Regions from separate parts of the Sus scrofa genome. Here region 2 is linked to region 1. A link is a contact called in public Hi-C data. All regions are on one chromosome and are shown on one strand. Each heading gives the region's core, a stretch centred on a gene start, on an enhancer-like site or on the middle of the called end of the contact. The rest is flanking DNA. Distances are from core to core; before and after follow the strand shown. Region 1 holds the start of TMEM216 (transmembrane protein 216). Region 2 holds the start of TKFC (triokinase/FMN cyclase).

Region 1 (6,975 bases), core at 2,948-5,447:
GCCGCCGGCCTACGCCAGAGCCACACCAACACCAGATCTGAGCCGCATCTTCGACCTACACCACAGCTCACGGCAACGCCAGATCCTTAACCCACTGAGTGAGGCCAGGGATCAAACCCGCAACCTCATGGTTCCTAGTAGGATTCGCTTCCACTGCGCCATGATGGGAACTCCTGTTTGGTTTTTTCAACCAGTTTTTATTTGTTTGTTGGTTTGGTTTTGGCCATATCTGCAGCATGTGGAGGTTCTGAGGCCAGGAATTGAGCCTGAGCCACAGCAGTGACAACGCCAGATTCTTAACCCGCTGCATTACCAGGGAACTCCCTCAACCAGTTTTAGAAGTGAAATCGTTAGGTCTAAGAATATGAATTTTAGGAGTTCCCATCGTGGCTCAGCAGTAATGAACCCGACTAGCATCCATGAGAATTCAGGTTTGATCCCTGTCCTCGCTCAGTGGATTAAGGTTCTGGCATGAGCTGTGGTGTAGGTCACAGATGTGACTCGGATCCCGAGTTGCTGTGGCTGTGGTGTAGGCCATCAGCTACAGTTCAGATTCGACACCTAACATGGGAACTTCCACAGGTGTGGCCCTAAAAAAAAAGCAAAAACAAACAAACAAACAAAAAAACTATTAGCCAAAAGGCTGCACTTATTTATATTTATATCCCATAAATAAATGGGATATAAATACCCACATGAGTGCAGGAACAGAGACTTGTTCCTCAAACAGGCATTTGAATTCTGGGTATTTGGAAATCTTTTTAATCTGATGGGTAAAAATGTCACCTTGTTTTTCCAATTTGCTTTTTATTAGTGAGTTTGGGCATTTTATAATGTTTACTGGTCCTTTGTGATTCTTCTTTTTTTTTGCCATTTCTTGGGCCGATCCCGCTGCATATGGAGTTTCGCAGCTAGGGAGCTGTAGCCTCTGGCCTACACCAGAGCCATAGCAATGCGGGATCTGAGCCACGTCTGCGACCCACACCACAGCTCACGGCAACACCAGATCCTTAACCCACTGAGCAAGAGCAGGGATCGAACCCACAACCTCATGGATACTAGTCAGGCACATTGCCATTGAGCCACAACAGAAACTCCCAGTGCACTTTTTTTTAGGGCCACACCCACGGCATATGGAGGTCCCCAGGCTAGGGGCTGAAATGGAGAAGCTGCAGCTACCAGCCACAGCCACAGCCACACAGGATCTGAGCCATGTCTGCGACCTACACCACAGCTCACGGCAACACTGGATCCTTAACCCACTGAGCGGGGCCGGGAATTGAGCCCGTATCCTCATGGATACTAGTTGGGTTCTTAACCTGCTGAGCCACAAAGGGAACTCCTCCCTTGCTAATTTTTAAAACGAGGTTATCTTTTTCTTAGTTCTTTATGTGAACCTCTTTTTGTTGAAGTTATTTTTTTCCCTCAGTGTATGTTTTAACACCGTTTTCAGGGATGAGGTAACTCATGAGGGATTGCTCTGTACCTCCGGGGATGTAAACTTGTCCTAGAGAAATCCTTTTTCAGAGAACCGGAGGGGACCTTATTGCTGATCTACTGCCCTGGACATGGAGTTACAACGAAATCTCTTCTCCCAAGAAACCAGTGAGAGGAACCAGGCACTCCTGTAGTTAGATAATCGGGAAGGAATGATCTAATATCTCATGCCGCCACCCACCTGTGGCGCAACAGAGCAATAGACAGGTAAGTCTTGACCCCAAGTATGAAGCCGCCTGAAACTTCAGAGAGGGTGTAACGGGATATGCCACCAGATCCACTCTCTCATTGTGAGCCAAGGTTAAGTGCTTTTCTTTGTTCATCAAGTTACAGATACCAGCTCATCTCGCAAGGAATGGAAATAGCCTCTGGACAACACTCACCAAAAAACAGTCGAATTGCTTCAATGCCAAGATAAAGGAAGAGCATCACCACATCCAGGACCAGATTGGCTGTTGGATATGGTAGCAGGAGACCTGCGATACAAAAGCCAGAGTTTGCAAACAACGTCGAACAGCACACACAAGGTCTCCCACTCACTTGGGAATAAAGAGAACATGAGTCTTATCATGTTCTCTTCCCATGAGCTACTTACTGAGATACGGGCAGGATCCGTTAACTCATGGTGCGGCTATGTCTGTTAGAGGCAGGCTCGTAATTATGGGCTTTTACTCCTAACTCCAAGAGTCTGTGGGGCTCTACTGCATATGGAATGGATGGGTGGTCAGTGGGGACCTGCTATTTATAGCACAGGGAACTCTACTCAGTATTCTGTGATAACCTACATGGGAAAAGAATCTGGAAAGGAATGGAGATGTGGATATGTGTAAATGAATCACTCTGTTGTACAGCAGAAATTATCGCAACATTGCAAATCAATTTATAGTTGCAATCACTATACTTCAATAAAACCTTAAAAAAAAAAAAGATTCTGTGGGGACGCCACTCTCCAGTTATCAGATCAGATGTACACGGATATACGGCGCTGAATAGCTTCTGAGGGTCACCAATGGGCTTAAAGTGGAGTTCAGCAAAGAGAGGTGACAGGGGAGAGTCAGAAGGGAGAAGCCCCCATTTCCCAAACTCAAGAAATTCTTGCTGAGTGGCTTCCTACTGAATCATTCTCAAGGAAGCCATCTGATGAAGAGACCTTGCAGTGAAGAAGAGCTGCAGGGGAGCAGAAAAGAATGAAAAAATAAGGCTTTGGGTGGGAGCTGGCTCTGGGCTGAAGTGGGGAAGGGATGTTGGGGAAAGGGTAGTTAAACCCCAGACCTTACCTTTATACAGAAATATGAAGAGTTCCAGCAGGAAATAGGTAGCATAATACCACCCGTTCAGAAAGAAGAGGATTTCCAGGGGGGTGGAAGATAACCGTTTACCTGAAAATAGGAGCACAGAGAAAAGAGACGGGCTGGAGGGCAGGCAGCTCAACCCCAGTTATTTGAATGGTTCTGTGTCTAACTTGGAGGAAACAGGAGGCCGCAGCTGGTGGAAAGGGCCACTGGCGGCACTTCTGATTGTTGATGAGAAGGTGTCTGTGTGGTGTGTGTGTGTGTGTGTGTGCACGCGCGTGTGCGTACGGAGTGTGGAGGGGTTTCAGCTGACAGAAAGGGTCCCTGGGGGCACTTCTGTTTGCTGATGAGGAGTGAGTGTGTGTGTGTGTTTCCTTCAATCTCCTCCTTTCCAGAATCGCCATCAAACTCTACCGCTTCGGCTTTGGGGGTGAAAGTCAGGGATCTAACCTCGTCGCTATTTAGGAAGGAAAACTGGGACCCAGAGACAGCACTGGCCAGTGTGAAGCCACGCTGCAAATTCCTATTGAGCCGGCCTAGAACAGGCTGAGCCAAGGATTTGGGGGTATTTGAGACCCACATCTCGAGACCTTCTGGCACTCAGGGTAGGTGAGGCTGCTAAACCCTGCTGTGGACAAGTGAGGAGAATGGAGGGTTCAGGTCGACGCTGGGAGAGGAGGGCGGGGTGGGGGGGGAAACTGAAGGGATCAGGACCAGCAACTCACACACCTCCAGAACCTCACCTCGCGGCGCCATCTTCAGTCCCCATGGAAACTGCATACGCGGCTACAGCACTCCTGGAGCAGCGAGGCGTTGCCGGAAGCGAGGGACGGAGCGGCCCTGGATTCGGGCCCTTCTATCCGCCTGCTGCACTCGATGGTTACCTGGGGCCGGGGGCACTCTTGTGACGGCCACGCCTGCGCCGGGAGGAGCGCGGGCCGCGAACCGACTTCGCTGGGGTTTTGGCAGAGGACTGATAAGAAAGCAGATGATGTCGTCTGCAGGACTCCGAGGGCGGGGCAGTTTTCGCCCCGCCCCCATCCCAAATTTACCAGGAATTGTTCGAAGCAGCCAGTAGTGGTAATGTGATCAGAGTTGGTGAATAGGCCCTGGTCCCATGGTTTCTTTACTAACATGGGTCTTAAAATGAGAAATAGTGTGCGCGACAGTGCGCTGCAAATGCGGCGTGGAGTTTGGGGATCCTTTGTGTAAACAGTCTTTTTCTGAGGGGAGGGGATGCGGGGGTAGGGTTTTTCTATGCATCTGATTTATGTACCAGGGAGTTAGAAGATACCAAAGTTGGAGTTTCCCTTGTGGCTCAGCGGAAAGGAACCTGACTGGTATCTATGAGGATGCAAGTTGGATCCTTGGCCTTGCTCAGTGGGTTAAGGATCCAGCGCTGTGGTTAACTGTGGTGTAGGTTGCAGACGTGGCCAGGATCCCAGGTTGCTGTGGCATAGACTGGCAGCTACAGCTTCAATTCGACCCCCAGCCTGGGAACATCCATGTGCCACGGCTGCGGCCCTAAAAACTAAAAAGACAAACAAAATAAAAAAAATAAAAAGAAGAAGAAGAAGGTACCAAAGTTAGTCGGAACTGGAGGCTCCTTTCAAGGAGCATAAATAAGAGCAAAAGATGAAATATAATCAGCACTTGACCCCAATGTGCAGTGGCAGTTGAGAAGACAAAGTACTCTCGGTAGGGGTTGGGAGACGTTTCCAAGACATGGCCTGTAAACTGGGCTTTGAAACTTGTTATGATTTGGAGCAGTAAAAATGTGTTACCCCACAGGGCAGGGGACTAGGAAGAAGGGTTGTTTTTTGCTTTTTTAAAATTTTGTTTATTGTAGTTGATACAATGTTCTGTCAATTTCTGCTGTACAGTAAAGTGACCCAGTTACACATATACATACATTCTTTTTCTTACATTTTCCTCCATCATGTTCCATCACAGGAAGAAGGGGTTTGAATGGACTCAGGGTGACATAGGGGTTAGCCCACTGTCAGGAAGGGTAGGACAGGAAAAAGATGTCACACTTGTAGACTTTTAAAAAATGCGCAATGTGAGAATTGTGAGTTAAATTTTTGGGCCGTCAAAGTGAGGACTATAGCCTGGGAGGCAGCATTTCAGATAGCTCTGGAAAAAAAAATGCTCCAAAAAAGTGGGGGCAATGCCAGTATATATGTGATTTTGGTGAAAGGGGTGGTACAATTTAGCAGAAAGTTACTCTCCTTTGGTGAAGTTTCCCGCTAGTCATGAGGAGCAGGCATCACCATGAAGGATTTTAGCGCTTTTCTAGATATGAGGAGATGCCAGGATTGGGTTCATAAAGTCTTCTCCCCAAAACACCTATCTGAAGACCTGTTTCTTCCAGTTTTTTTGGGGGGGACACAGCCACATCCATGAAATACATCTGCTTTCATGTAATAGGCTTTCATGCTTTCAGGCTGAGTCGTTGCATCACTTGTTAGGACTATATGGCTCACAGGCTTAAATATTTACAATCTGGCCCTTTAAGTAAAATTTTGCTGACTCCTGTCATAGACAGCAAGGAGTAGCTCCCATCGGTGCTAAAAATAGGCAATAAGATTGAAATAACAAACACAGGAGCATCATTGTGGCATCCTGGTTCCCTGGTACCCAGGGCCTATGAGTAACACAATGAGCTTGAGTTCGGCAGTGAGAGACCTTGGTTCTTATCTTCCTTGGGGGAAGAATTCAGCAAGGTGACCAAGACCGTGAAGCAGGTGCAGTTTATTAAAAGCACAGTATGGAGAGTTCCTGTTGTGGCATAGCTGAAACGAATTTGACTTTTATCCATGAGGATGTGCTTCCATTCCTAGCCTTGCTCAGTGGGTTGGAGATCCGGCATCACCGTGAGCTGCAGTGTAGGTCAGAGACAAGGCTTGGATCCTGAGTTGCTGTGGCTGTGGCGTAGGTCGGCAGCTGTGGCTCTGATTCAGCTCCTAGCCTGGGAACTTTTATATGCCTCAGGTGTAGCCCTAAAAAAGCAAAAATAAAGTACAGTATGTGTGGCATTCCCTGGTAGCTCAGTGGGTTAAAGATACAGTGTTGTCACTGCTGTGGCTCAAGTTCAATCCCTGGCCTGTCACTACTGTGGCTCAGGTTCAATGCACACCACAAGTGTGGCCAATTAAAAAAAAGCACAGTACATGTGAAAGAGCACACAGGGGTGAGCTTACAGAAAGAGCTGTGTACAATAAGAGTGGCTTCTATAGCTTTTATGGGGGGCCAGTGCTCCAAGTTGTCAGGAGTGGGGTGTTGTCTCTAGCCAACTATCTTGTTTGTGCCCATATTTCTACTGACTCAGGGTCCTTCCTGGTGGCATGTGCATCTTTTGCTGATATATATATATATATATATATATATATATTTATTTATTTATTTTTTTATTTTTTTCATTATAGTTGGCTTACAGTGTTCTGTGAATTTCTGTCAATTTTCTACTGTATAGTAGGGTGACCCAGTTACACATACATGTATAGATTCTTTTTTCTCACATTATCATGCTCCATCATAAGTGATTAGACATAGTTCCCAGTGCTGCACAGCAGGATATGATTGCTTGTCCATTCCAAAGGCAATAGTCTGCATCTATTAACCCCAAGTTCCCAATCCATCCCGCTCCCTCCCCCTCAGCAACCACACATCTATTCTCCAAGTCCATGAGTGGAAGGGTTCATTTGTGATATCATATGGTATTTGTCTTTCTCTTTTTGACTTACTTCACTCAGGATGAGAGTCTCTAGTTCTATCAATGTTGCTTGCTGCAAATGGCATTATGTCGTTCTTTTTTGTGGCTGAGTAGTATTCCACTATGCATATATACCACATATTCCTAATCCAATCATCTGTTAATGGACATTTGGGTGGTTTCCATGTCTTGCCTATTGTGAATAGTGCTGCAATGAACATGCAGGTGTATATGTCTTTTTCCAAGAAAGTTTTGTCTGGATAATTGCCCAAGAGTGGGACTGCTGGCTCATATGGTAGTTCTATGTATAGTTTTCTAAGGTACCTCCATACTGTTCTCCATAGTGTCTGTACCAGCTTACATTCCCACCAACAGTGCAGGAGGGTTCCCTTTTCTCCACAGCCCCTCCAGCATTTACTGTTTGTCGACTTATGAATGATGGCCATTCTGACTGGTGTGAGGTGGTACCTC
Region 2 (6,975 bases), core at 2,868-5,367, 49 kb after region 1:
TGAGCCACAGTGGGAACTCCTTAATTTGTGACTTTTTATTCAGTGCCTAACCTGTTTAAAAATTTTTTTATTTAATGATTTTTATTTTTTTCCATTACAGCTGGTTTACAGTGTTCTGTTCAGTGCCTAAATTATGATTTAAACTTATTCTTCGAATTGAAGCCAATGAAGAATGGCTTCGGTACAAGGAAAATGGAAGAATTGGAATCCCGAGTATAAAACAAATTAATAAAACTGAAGCCCCAGAGCCTTCTGTCAAAAGAAGAGAAGCTCCAGGTTGAGGCTCCTGTGCTGGAGGAGGGGGCCAGACAGACCCCCACACCCATCTGCTGTTCCAACTGGGCTCTGATGCAGGGCAAACACTTCGCGAGCCTCGTGGTGTGCCAGGCTCAATGCTAGGCGCTGAGAAAAAACAGAGCGCGGGTCCTGCCCTCAGTGGAAACAAAAGAGGTCCTTACCACGTGCTGTGGGAAGTGCCACACAAGAGGGATGTGCACCTGCCCCGGGGCACAAAGAGGGGGACCTTGGCCTCCTTAGCATTTCCCGGAAGTGTTAGGAAAGGGTAAATTGGAGTCCGCTAGGTAAAGGGAGTGAGAGGCACCGGGAGGGGAAAGGGACCAGGGACTGTATTCCAGGCCAAGGGAGCGGGTGTGAAACTGTACCAGGGCCAGGGGCCAGGCAGGAAGTGCGTTAGGCTGACTTGAGCAACCAGTCAGGTAACCAACAGGGAGAGGTGGGCAGGGCCTCAGGAGCCAAAGGAGGAACTTGGCCCTGGGGAGCCTCAGGCGGGAGGGTGGAGGGCAGGCAGGCCTGAGAGTTACAGCTGAGCCGACTGGGGGTGCAGAAGTGGGGGGTCCAGGCATGGGGCGCTTTTCATCAGCTGTGAGAGCTCACTCTTCAGGTGTTCCTCTGAAAAACGAGGACCTAATATACCAGTGTACGTGACTGTTGTACACAAAAAACTGAATTAAAAGGAGCTACTCCCTTCTTCAAACAAACTCTTAAACGCTGGAGCTCGCTGAATGGGGTCTGCTGCAGCTCCTGCCTTTGTCTCCATTAGAGTGAAATTAGTGCCCCACTGGGACAGAGCAGGCTGGGCTCCCAGCGCCGCCTAGTGGCCCAGCAGCAGCCTGCAGCTGATCCCAGTCCTGGCAAGGGGTACTTCTCCCAGGCTCCTTCCCCAAGCCTGCAGGGAGGAACTAGGTTCTTCATGCAAACTGTGGCCTTTCCTAGGTCTGGCAGGGGCCAGAGCATGGATGGAGAGCCAGACCGCGTGCTAAGTGCTTTTAAGCAAATCTCATTTAATCTTCCAACAACACGACTGGACAAATTAGCCTGATGAGGAAACCGAGGCTCACAGTTAAGTGACTTTGCCCAAGGTCACACAGCCAGCAAGTGTCCAGGTCTGCCTGGCTCCAAAGCTGGTTCTGTTTTGGTCTTATCATGCTGCTTTCCCCAGGGGCTGAAGGGAGGCTGAAAATGGCAGAGAGCATGCTCTAGGAAGGGCTCGGCCTGTGGCTCTCAGAGCCTGCCTGCCAGGGACTGGAATACTCGATGACGTTGTCAGTTGGTCTCAATTCCATGCCCAGCCACCGCCCTCCAAGAATGTGCCCCCTCAGCCACCCCGGAGAGTCCGTCCTGCCTGGGATTTGCAACTATTCCCAAACCAGAGGCAGAGGAAGGCTTGGGGACCAGTGCCATTCTTGGTTCCCAGTGGCCTGAAGGGATGGAAAAAGAAAGGAAAGTCGGCTAGGACCCTGCTCTGATCAACATCTCATTGATTATCTGCCTCATATTGCAGATGAGGAAAGAGGCTCAGAGAAATTAGGTCTTCAGTAAAATGTCACACAGCTGGTTGGTGGTAGGCAGAAATTTGAACCCAGGTCTTTCCAGGCCTATGCTAAACCTCCCACAGTGTAGATCCCACAAGCCCACACATGCCCAAGGCTCAAAAAGAGGCACCAGGTCTGTCTTCACAACTCCAATGACTGGTAGTGCCTATTACAGAGTAGGTAGCTGTTTATGCTCTTTTTTTTTTTTTTTTTTTTTTTTTTTTTTTTGCTTTTTAGGGCCATATCTGCAGCACATAGAAGTTCCCAGGCTAGGGGTCACATCAGAGCTGCAGTTGCCAGCCTATACCACAGACATAGCAATGCCAGACCCAAGCTGTGCCTTTGACTTACACCACAGCTTGTGGTAATGCCAGATCCTTTAACCCACTGAGCGAGGCCCAGGGATCAAACCCCCATCCTCATGGATACTAGTCAGGTTCTTAACCTGCTGAGCCACAACGGGAACTCCATAGATTCGATTGAAATGCATGACCCAGACAGGGGGCAGGTGGATCCAGGCCTGGCTGGGCCCAGCTGGGAAATGAAGAGAAGTCAGGCCCTGTGAGGGAAGACCACCCTCTCTCTTAACCTCAAGAGGCACAGCCATCTGTTGGTCAGGGAGCAAGGGACTCCAGCCTGCCTGGCACTGGCACTCTTGCTGCCCCAAGACCATGGTGCCCTTCCCTGGCCCTTGTGGGACTCACCATGGCGGGGAGGCTCTGAAGGAAGCTGAGTTCACACCTTCGCGCTGAGCTGCCGGAGGACAGGCAATCCGACGGGGCCTGAGCGGCAAGCAGTGCCTGCAGGAGGGGGTAACAACATGAGCTGCGAAGGCACTTGCAGCCTACTGGTGCAATCGTGCTTCCAGGGCCCTTAGTAATTAGGGAGCTGCCCCAGACTTTGATCCAGGTCCAAACTCTAGAACGTGGGCTGGGGATGGAGAAGAGCGTGGGGCTGATCAAGGTTCACCCCCGCGCCTTGGCTGCCAGAACACTGATCGACCCATGCTGGGCACAGGGCTGCCTTGTGCTCAGGAGTAGTGCCCACCTTATCACCAAGGGGCAAAGTTACCCAGAAAGTAACTTCATCTGTTACACGGGCGTCAAACACAGTGAATATATTCATAACCATCTCCACACACTTGCTCTTGTTGGTGCTGGCACGCCCCAAGGAGGCAGCCGTGTCCGTGACTCCATTTGGCTTCTGGGAAACTGACCCAGAGAGCTCTACCAACATGTCCAATGCCATGTTGGTAAGAGCCGAGACTCAAACCCATGTTTAGTATTTCCACAAAGCCTGTGTTTGACCGATAATTCAGTGCCTACAGAGTCAAGGCACAAGGTCTTCGGTGTGGGAAACCACGTGTGTAAACCACGGTGATGTTTAGCTCCCTTCAGTTCGGCCAAGTTCAGAGGTGTCTTGGGGTCATGCTGGGTCTTGGCCTCACTGCATGTGTCTGCAGTGGAAAGAATCCACACCTGCCTTGGCAACTCTTGCTTGTGGGGGCACCTTAGGTAAACCCATTTTGCCGAGCCTCAGTTTCCTCATCTGTAAAATGGGGGTTGCCTCCTCCCTAGTCTTCAGGAGGTGCTCTAAGCCACGTGGTTCTCCTCCTCCTCCTCCTAGCAGAGTCTGTCTGATGTGGAATGGCCTGGAAGTTTCAGGGCCAACAGACTGCTTTCTTGGGTCACTAAGGTTCTCACCAAGTAAATTCTCATTTTGTGTTTGAGGTAAGACTTTGCACAGCCATAGGGGCACTAATAATGCTGGGCAAGTGGCCTGCGGGGCCGGTTCAAACACAGTTCAGAGGTGAAAGGGGAGCGTCCAGGTGCCAGCCTCCCCCCCCCCCCCCCCCCGGCCGCCCCGCTCCCGCCAGGTGATGGGTCATTCCAGGGTCAGGGCAGGATACCGGCTGAGTTTAGAAGTACAGGGAGGGTTAGGCGGAGGGAGGTACGAACCTCGGTGCTAGTCTGGGAGATGCACAAATTGATGTCACCTTCCTCCCCTCTCTAAGCCTCTGCGGTACCTTTCCGTTCCCAAAGGGGAAACAGCCCCGACGGCTCCCGGAGCAATGAAAGGGGAGTGGACGGGGTTTGGGGAAGGCGAGGGGCGAGGCCCGGGGATGAGATCCGCAGATCAGCTTCGGGGGAGGAGGGGACGTCCGCACACTTCCGCTACCCGCTCACGCCCGCATCCACCACCTCAGCACCCGCCACCGCTTCTCAAAGACGCCCCAACAGGGCGCCCTCATCCGGGTTCTCGGGGCTCCGGCGGTAGGAGGGGGCGGAGCCTCAGGGGGGCGGGGCCTCCCTTGGTTGGCCGCCTCCCGCGCCTTGAGTCCTCCAAGAGGCCAGGTGAGGCCGTCCCGTGATGCCCCGCGCCTCGGCCGCTCTGGCCTGCAACGTGTCTCCGGGGCGGAGGCAGCGGCAGTGGAGTTCGCCGCGCGCGGGTGGGGGCCCCCCTGTCTCTTCGCTCGTGTCCGTCTTTCTATCGTTGCGCTTGAGTCCCGCTGGGCCGCCCCGGGCCTCGACATGTCGTACAACTACGTGGTAACGGCACAGAAGCCCACCGCCGTGAACGGCTGCGTGACCGGTGAGGCTGCCACGGCAAGAGACCCCGGCGGGGGAGGGAGTTGGAGCGGGGGGGAACCTAGGCCTAGGGAGGCCCGAGGCCCCTGGGCGGCCTCCAGGACCAGGCCCGGGGAATGGAAGGCACTGGCGGCCGAGAAACCTCCCCCAGCCCCCGACTCTAAAGAAGGTGTCTCATCACGCGCCGTTCGGGTGGGGGGTGGGGGGTAAAAGCTGCGCTTGAGGGTCCCCTTTCGTTCCCTGAGGTCACTTGGCCTCGAGGACAGGGTTGAGTCTACTGGGACAGAGTGGAGTGTGAGTTGATTGTGCGGGGCTGCTTGGACCGCGGGATTGACCTCGTGTGGTGGGGGGGGAAGGGGGTCGGTGGTGATGGCGACTCTGGAGCGAGAATTTTCCTGTAGGAGAGCCTGGGAGGTGCAGGAGGTGGGGGGAATGTGAGAAAGGTCCGCATTCCCCCTAAAGAGAGGAGTCTGCTTTGCTTGGGGCTGTTGTTTACGAGAGGGAGCTGCTGGAGAGGAGGGTTTGGAATGGCCCGGCCCAGGCTGGGTTTGCCTTGTTTATGCAAGGATTCTTAAAGACGCAAATGCCCAGAATCGGGAATAATCCTTTTGAACCAACTTCTCAGCAAAACATGAAGCCCTCAAACTTGTATGTTTATGTAAATCCTAATCCTGATTCCCAAAGAAAACTGTTGTTGGAAGCAGTCTAACTGTGCAGATGGGGTTTTAGTAGACTGCTGGGAGGGCAAGAGATGCAGCTAAAGCCATGTTTTAAGATAAGGCTCTGGCAGTTTTTTTCATTCGACCTGGTCTGTTTGGTAAGAGATTTTGTGAAAATTGAGAGAAAGACTGAAAATAAAGAGGAGCACTTTCTCCAGCATCCCTTAATTAGAGGATGAGTGGGCCCCTGCAGAAGGAAAAGTGAAATTTGAGGGCACTGAGCCCGCCGAAGGGTTTTCACAGTCATTGTCAAGTTGAAGGACATGCTACTCTTAGGTCCAGTCCAGTTTTCGGAGTCTGATTAGGGAAGTAGCTTTCTTGAATGTATGAAGCAAGGCTCTTTGAGGAATCGGTGGGAAAGGAACGAGTGGAGGGAGCCAGAGAAATATGTGCAGTAAATGAGAATGTTAGGAGGTTTTAGGTAGAAAATGCTAGGATAATTTAGATAGTGCTTTGGCTTCAAAAACTAGAGAATCTGTTCTTTCAGGACACTTTACTTCAGCTGAAGACTTGAACCTGTTGATTGCCAAAAACACAAGGTTAGAGATCTATGTGGTGACCGCTGAGGGGCTTCGGCCCGTCAAAGAGGTGGGCATGTATGGGAAGATTGCCGTCATGGAGCTCTTCAGGCCCAAGGTAAGTGTTCTGGGTTGGGCCTTGCAGCAGCAAAGGAGAACTAGGTCGTCGTTGGATTTACGTTGTTTTTATGCCATCGCTTGCTTGGGGTGGGTGCCATAAGGCTTAGGAGAGAAACCCTTCTCTTTTCAAATGGCAGCTTTTAATTTATATTCTATTTAACAAGTTGCCAAAAGTAGGAAAGACTCACTAGGGGAAAATGGATCAAGTCGACTTCTTTAGAAGGGACTGTAAACGCGGTTTGAGATGTGGGCCCCGTCCTATGGGTCATCACAGTGATTCCAAGAGTCAGCTCTAGGGTTAGGGCCGTGCAGGCTTTGGTCCTTGTTCAGTCTAACTTTGGGTGTCAGCTAAGCTTTCAGAGCCTTATTTTTCCCATCTGCAAAACAGGGATAACCAATCCTCTGGTTTATTGTGAGGATTAAGTGATTTAATAACACAGGGCCTAGCACGGAAGAAGTGTTCACTGTTAACACTTATCATCACGTTATTGTTACCATTATTGTTATAATTCAACTGTTTTCATCTAAGTAGCTACTGCAGTGCTTCATTATGTCCTAACTGCATCTGATGAGAAAGCAAGGGGTTCAAAATTTAAATTATAATCCTTTGGACCAAATACTTTGTTGGGGTCTGGGTTAATAAGTAAGAAAGACTTTGTAGATCTATTTGAGCTTCCCTTGTTCCCTTTTTTTTTTCTTTTTCCAAGTACTTGGAGGAAGATTAGAGGAGGCGTTACATTCGTCTTTCAGAATATGAATGGAATAATTGAGATTAGCTGAGTGGAACTAGATGAATACATTGTATGTAGGGCAGAGAAAAGGAGAATTATGAAAACGCACTGGATGTTTACCAGCTTCAGTTCTGGCTTTTTGTACACACCCTTAGGGTGTGTGTGCAACTAAAGTGTGTTGCATACCCACCATAGATTTTTTTCTCCTCAGGGGGAAAAGAAAATTCTTGAAGAATTTAGCATGCTTAAAAAATGACTAAAGACTAGACAGGTATTCCTGTTTTTAAAAGAAACCACTTTTGATAATGTAATGTTGGTTTCCAGGGGGAGAGCAAGGACCTACTGTTCATCCTGACAGCCAAGTACAATGCCTGCATCTTGGAGTATAAGCAGAGCGGCGAGAGCATTGACATCATAACTCGAGCCCATGGCAACGTCCAGGTGAGGTGGCTGCTTCGGGCTGATGA

The links. A called contact is a pair of places that touch in the nucleus more often than the background predicts.
Region 2: a contact with region 1 is called in a Hi-C map of adipose tissue, with 3 times the contacts expected there. The contact joins the promoter of TKFC here to the promoter of TMEM216 in region 1. A contact is called at or near these places in 2 of 5 promoter capture datasets (liver and skeletal muscle), 26 of 47 Hi-C or Micro-C datasets (adipose tissue, alveolar macrophages, blood and 14 more) and 2 of 2 datasets of contacts at active chromatin or transcription factors (alveolar macrophages and skeletal muscle).

Annotation. Positions count from the first base shown.
Region 1 is chr2:10,118,069-10,125,043 of Sscrofa11.1, forward strand. It overlaps TMEM216 (transmembrane protein 216), which reads right to left and starts at 4,198. Exons shown (of 5, transcript XM_013994239.2): 1 at 3,533-4,198; 2 at 2,775-2,876; 3 at 1,881-1,973. The coding sequence starts at 3,569.
Region 2 is chr2:10,167,335-10,174,309 of Sscrofa11.1, forward strand. It overlaps TKFC (triokinase/FMN cyclase), which reads right to left and starts at 4,118. Exons shown (of 18, transcript XM_021082941.1): 1 at 3,791-4,118; 2 at 2,537-2,632. The coding sequence starts at 2,539. It overlaps DDB1 (DNA damage-binding protein 1), which reads left to right and starts at 4,220. Exons shown (of 28, transcript XM_003122651.6): 1 at 4,220-4,424; 2 at 5,627-5,775; 3 at 6,833-6,949. The coding sequence starts at 4,364. LOC106509335 (a long non-coding RNA gene) reads left to right here. Exons shown (of 2, transcript XR_001306780.2): 2 at 101-239.